Linked DNA regions of Pan troglodytes: region 1 is linked to region 2. The links are chromatin contacts, called in public HiChIP or PLAC-seq maps. All regions are on one chromosome and are shown on one strand. The core of a region is the stretch at or near the end of the contact, and the rest is flanking DNA. Distances in the headings are between cores, read along the strand shown.

Region 1 (2,989 bases), core at 53-2,552, 210 kb before region 2:
TCAGGCAATACAAAAGCCAGCAATATATCTTGCTACTCGAATGCCTCTATTTCACCTCAAACTCACAGATAAAACTGAACCCAATATGTCCTTGTCCATTAAAAAGCAAATCACCAAGAAAGTAACAAAAGATTCCCTTCAATGTCTCTTTTATTGACAGTGGTCCCAAAACTCCTGGTCAATGAATTCAAAACCCAAATCCTGCAGTTAGGACTTAACCTCATCTGCTGCCAAAAAGCTGGCTGTGTGACCTTCGGCAGACCACTTCACTTTTCTGGACCTCAGTCTCCCCAATCAGTTGGACAGTCTAAGCCAGGCTCCAGAGCTGAGACCCTACGTCTGGCTCAAGAACTTGGTGCAGAAACAGAACGAAGATTATTAAGTTTGTGAACGTCTATGGGAACCGACAAGTGAAAGACAAAAGCTGAAATCCCTACCAAAACGGCTTGCCCAAGCTCCATCCTTTTCCCTCTTTCCTCGATGGATCAAAGGCGTAAAAGCCGTGTTTACTAGCAACTCTGTTTCGGGTCGTGAGAATCTTCATACACCTGTCTATAGGCGCGCCAGAGCGGTGAAGGGCCCGAGCGGTGCAGGGCTGGGCCGCAAGCCTCACAGTCGCACGTTCCACCAACCACCAGCCGGGGCCCGGAAGTGCGCCCGGAAATCGAGGCCCTACTAAGTTTTAGACTGCGACCTCGGCGCCCCCACGGTCAGGCCCGCACCCGTACTCAGATCCTCCCGACCTACAAAAGGCCCCGCCATGCGGCCCACGCACCCCGGCAAACTCGCAGGCCCCACGATGGCGGGGCGGCGGCGCGAACACACAAAGGAGGCGTCGTCAGCGGGGAACAAAAACCCTGTCCAGGTCTTCCCCCTAACAGCACACCCTGCCCGACTTTCCAAGTGACCTTGGGGGCGTTCCTGCCCCTCCCAGAGTCTCAGTTTCCCTTCCTAGGCTAGGGACTAAGCCCCATGGCCGCGGCCCCCCAGGGTGAGCCGAGACCCAGACGCAGACCTCCTAACTTCTGTTGCCCGCGCCAAGCCGGGCTCGGTGCGCCCGCGCGGACGGCAGTGCGAGCGACCAGAGCTGGCTCGAGGTCCCGGGCTGCAAAGCCTCGGCTGGGTCAAGCCGCGCAGCGGGCCTCCCCCAAGCGGCGCGGGCCGAGGCCTCTGTAGGCCGCGAAGCTGCCTAAACCTCGCATCTGCAAGGCCCTGACTTACCGCTGCTTTCCCGCAAAGCCCGGCCTAACCTGGAGCTAGTTAGGTCCGCAGGCGCCGCCGCCGGCGCACTCCGGAGAAGAAGCTCCTTCTTCAGCCGCCCAGGAGAGCTCCTCGAGAAAGATGCCGCCGCCTCAACAGCAACCCACTTCCGCTTCGGAGGCCTCGGCTCCGCCCCCATCATGTCCCCATTGGCCGCCCGCCTACTCTACTTCCGCGGTCGGCCGGGTAAGGACAAATTTTTTAATCCTATTGGATAAGAAAACCATCTGTTACCACTTTAAAACGCGCCTCTTTCCGCCCCCGCCCACAATCGAGCGCACTAACTCGCACCTTCCGGCAAGAGACGGCGCGGGCGCGCCCCGCCCGCAAGGCTTTTCGGGAGTCACGGTCTGAGGGCGACCCGGGCGACCCGGTCGCCCGTCCCCGGCTGCCACTGACCGCCCCAACGCCGCCAGGGACTGCCCGCCAGCTGCCTCCGGAGCCGAGCAGGCCCCGAACCTTCCCATTCCTAGATTTCCAGCCGCACAACAGCCGCGGTGCCCCTGGCTCGACGCAGCTGGCCGGAGGCGCGGAGCTGGTCGTTCGTCCCGCCCGCCGTTCCGCGCCCCTCTCCCGGCTCTTGTTTCCTCGCCTCTTAACGAGGCCTTTGTGAGGAAGGTTGCTGGGCCTGGGGACTCTGACGATCGGCTGGAAACCAGGCCTGGCCCTGTTTCAGCATCCCCGCGTGCCAAGCCCTGGGCCGGCGTGCGGGTCCCTGCCCCTGCGAGGAAGCTGGGACTGTTGCAGGCCTGGGTGGAGACGTGTACATAACAGAGGAAGAGTGTGGAGGATTGGAGGACTCAGGGCAGCACGGCAGAGGTGCATGCAGGTCCCCGGTCGGACTGGAGAATGGGCGGTGGGTTTCTTGAGCTCCAGTCCCTGAGCTCGACTTTGACATGGGTTTAGCAACCAGGAAAAAAGCCCACCTTGTCCCTGCTGCCTGAGAATACCCAGACCTTAGTCCATGGCCAGCATCTCTGGTCCCTCGGCACCCTCAGGCAACGTGAAGGTCACCCCAAATACCTTGGGTTACATTGTTTCCTTACAGTGAGTTTGTTTGTTTTAGTGGCGCGATCTCGGCTCACTGCAAGCTCTAACCTCCTGGGTTCACGTGATTCTCCTGCCTCAGCCTCCCGAATAGCTGGGATTACAGGCGCCTGCCACCACGCCCGGCTAATTTTCTTTGTATTTTTAGTAGAGACGGAGTTCCATCATGTTGGCCAGGCTGGTCTCGAGCTCCTGACCTCAGGTGATCCACCCTCCTTGGCCTCCAAAAGTGCTGGGATTACTGGTGTGAGCCACCTCGCCCGGCCACCTTACAGTGAGTTTCTAACCTCGAAAATGGAGTCAAATAACGGAATGACAAGGCAGATAGAAACCAGAGCATTAACGTTTTTGTGTTGCATTTACAAACAATATGTGTTTGCTATTTTTCGTAATTGTAAGGAAATCTGGCATGGTAGAGTATCTGATAGATAAATGTAAGTATTTGTGTTTTTTGTTTGTTTGTTTGTTTTGAGACGGAGTCTCGTTCTGTCGCCCAGGCTGGAGTGCAGTGGCGCAATCTCGGCTCACTGCAAGCTCCGCATCCCGGGTTCACGCCATTCTCCTGCCTCAGCCTCCCAAGTAGCTGGGACTACAGGCGCCCACCACCACGCCTGGCTAATTTTTTTTTGTAGTTTTTAGTAGAGACGGGGTTTCACCGTGTTAGCCAGGATGGTCTCAATCT
Region 2 (3,048 bases), core at 9-2,508:
GTGAAACCCCATCTCTACTAAAAATACAAAAATTAGCTGGGCGTGGTGGCACGCGCCTGTAGTCCCAGCTACTTGGGAGGCTGAGGCAGGGGAATCGCTTGAACCCGGGAGGCGGAGGTTGCAGTGAACTGACATCACGCCACTGCATTCCAGCCTGGGCAACAGAGCCGTCTCAAAAAACAACAACAACAAAAAAAATCTGCGAGAGGGTGGGGGGTGCCGAGGCCAGTCTGGGGCTGCCAGTCCTGCCACCTCCTGGGCCAGCCTTAGGGTCAGGGGTCACTAGGGAGACCCGCCAGCTGGGATTTGATGAAGGGTTCACTCCCGTCCCCACTTAGGGCGTCCTCGGCCAGAGGTGGCCAGCGCCTGCCTCTAGGAACGTCCCTGCCCCTCAGGCCAGACACAGAGCATGCAGCCCCCCACTCCGGGAAGCCTCTCGACTCTGGCCGCACGTCTGTGTCCCTTCCCCAGACCTGGGCCCTCCTTCAGCTCCGGCGTCCACTGGGCGATCTGAGGAGCCCGCCCGCTCTGGGCCTGTTTCCCCACTGACACCCTCAGAGACGCCTGGCTCTTAGGATCAGAGCGTCTGCGTCCCTCTCCGAGGTCCCGGCCCTTCCCGGGGCCACTCTGCGCCCGGCGGGGAGGGGAGTCGTTCACGGCCCCACGCAAGACCCCCGGGCAGAGCGCGAGGCCTCGTCCCCCCACGCAGCCACTGCTTTCGTCGCGCTCAGACCCGGCGGTCCGGACCGGCCCGGCGCACGCCCCGGAGCGCCCTGCTTCGCCCTAGTAGCCCAGACGCTCCTGCGTCCTAACGGGCCCCCAGGACGGCGGGCGGTCCCCGCGCGCTGCGCTTCCTCTCGGCAACGCGTCCGGCTGCGGCGCCCTCATTGGCCGCGCGCCCCGCCACCGGCCATTGGCTCGCAGTGCCTGTTTTACATAGGCCGCTCTGGCCAATCGGCGCGCGGCGCCTACTTAACATGCACGGCGGCCGCCAGTCAGCTAGCGCGGGGGCCGGGCCACCACGTGCTGTTGCTAAGCTCGGGCTTCTAAATTGTTACTAGCGCGGCCGGCCTATCCCAGCCCAGCTCTGCATCTGTCAACATTCTCGGCCCGGCCCGAGGCGCTCGACCCGTCCCCATTGGCCCCAGCCCGGCCCGGCGCCCGCCCCCGGAGCGCGAACGCCGCCTCCCATTGGCTCTGCGGGCCGCCGCTCTCCCTTATGTGTCAATTTGAGGGCCTGAGGCGGAGGGTGGCGGCCGAGCGCCGGAGTCCGCGGAGTCTGGAAGTGCGGTGGCCGGGCGCGCGGGGCGGGCGGCGAGCGGAGCCGGCCGGAGCGGGCCGGGCAGCGGCCGCCGCCGTCCCGGGGCGGACGGGCGCGGGCGGGAGGATGGAGCTGAACTCCCTGCTGATCCTGCTGGAGGCGGCCGAGTACCTGGAGCGCAGGGATCGAGGTAGCGCTTGCACCCCATTGTGCGCCCGCGGCGGTGGGCGGGCGGCGGGGCCGGGCCGGGCGGGGGCCGCTGACCGCGCCGTGTGTCCGCAGAGGCCGAGCACGGCTACGCCTCGGTGCTGCCCTTCGACGGCGACTTCGCCAGGGAGAAAACAAAGGCGGCCGGCCTGGTGCGCAAGGCCCCGAACAACAGGTACCGCCCCCCGCTCCCGACCCCGCCCGGCCCGGTCCGAACCCCCGCCCCCGCCCGGAGCGTGCTCCCCGGGCCCCGATTCCCGGCCCGCGGCCCTCAGCGCCGCCGCCGCGCGCCCCGGCGGCCAGCCTGGAGGAGGAGGCGCGCAGGCCGCGGCCGCAGCCCCGCCCGGCCGGCCCCGCCCTCGCCGTCGCCATCTTCCCGCGGCCGCGCCTCCCGGGCCGCTCGCGTAAACAGTGCCACGCGTACAGCGCCCGCCGCCGGGGTCCGCTCCCGCGCCCGCTCCCCGCCCCCGAGTTGTTCTGGACTTTTCCAGGCGGTAGAAAAGTTGTCAGCGGGCGCTGGCCGGTGCCCCGTGGGTCTGGGGAAACAGGCTCAGCCAGGGTCTGCGGGGGCTGCCGGCCCTAACCCCTTCTCTCCGCGGGTGGGTGGGCGGCCTCCTTTCGAATGGCTCTGCCAGCCGAACTCTGCTGCTCGCCCACCTTCCCCCGCCCCCAGGAGCCTAGACAGAGAAGCGAGTGGAGGCGCTGTCCTGGGCCCTCACTCCTCCCAGGGTGCCCACCGCTTCTGCCCAGCCTCCTGACACAGCGAAACTCCAGCCTCCAGTATGGGGGTCCTCTTTTTTAAGACAGAGGCTTTTAAGGGGGCGGGAGGAGGGGGCAGGCTGCAGGGCAGGGGCCCCACGAAGTCGTTACTACGGGTGCCAGCTGCGCCCTCCATACCTTGACCTCGTGTTCAGGCAGCAGAAGCCCTGAAGCTGGGGTGCGTACAGGTCCCCCGCGTGGGGAGTGGGGACCCTGGGCCGGGGCTCCCCGGGGATTTCCACCCTCCTGGCTGCTGTGAGGACCATAGCACACCTGGTCTTGTCTGGACCCACCTTGGCCCAGCCCTTTTGTGTGAGCAGGCTGGGAGCTGCGTTTGTAGGGGGCTTCAGAGCCCCAGGGCATGGCTCATTCCTGTGGTCTACCTGTTGTAGGGAATCAGAAAGGCTGGTGTAGGGACCCATTTCTGTGGCATCCTGAGCCAGGCGAGGAATTGGTTGAGTCTCCAGCTGCCCTGGCTGGGACCCGTCCCTGAGTCCCAGCCCCTGGTCCCCTACTGGGGACAGTTTGGGGAAGGACAGGAGTGTGACGAGGGAACCATTGCCTCAGGCCTCCTCAGTGAGCAAGCCCGGCCCCCGCTGCCGCTTCTCTCCAAACCAAGTCCCTGACCCGTGGAGAACTCTGGGGCGTGAGCTGGGGCTCCCCCAGCATGGAGAACCCAAAGCTGACAACCAGCGTCCTGGCCAAGGCTGCCCGAACACTGCCTCTATGCTGAGCGTTTCACACATGCAGCCAGTTCATCTTCACCCCAGGCTCAGAGAGGCGATGTGATTTTTATCTCTATGGCCAAGGAAACTGAGGCA

Evidence for each region. HiChIP or PLAC-seq counts read pairs in DNA pulled down with a chosen protein or histone mark.
Region 1: a contact with region 2 is called in an H3K4me3 HiChIP or PLAC-seq map of stem cell-derived excitatory neurons, with 11 times the contacts expected there. The contact joins the promoter of RNF4 here to the promoter of MXD4 in region 2. A contact is called at or near these places in 1 of 7 Hi-C or Micro-C datasets (stem cell-derived neural progenitor cells) and 1 of 1 datasets of contacts at active chromatin or transcription factors (stem cell-derived excitatory neurons).

Annotation. Positions count from the first base shown.
Region 1 is chr3:2,860,426-2,863,414 of NHGRI_mPanTro3-v2.0_pri, reverse strand. RNF4 (ring finger protein 4) reads right to left here and starts at 1,302. Exons shown (of 8, transcript NM_001251909.4): 1 at 1,222-1,302.
Region 2 is chr3:2,646,900-2,649,947 of NHGRI_mPanTro3-v2.0_pri, reverse strand. It overlaps MXD4 (MAX dimerization protein 4), which reads left to right and starts at 1,258. Exons shown (of 6, transcript XM_016951167.3): 1 at 1,258-1,451; 2 at 1,544-1,643. The coding sequence starts at 1,388.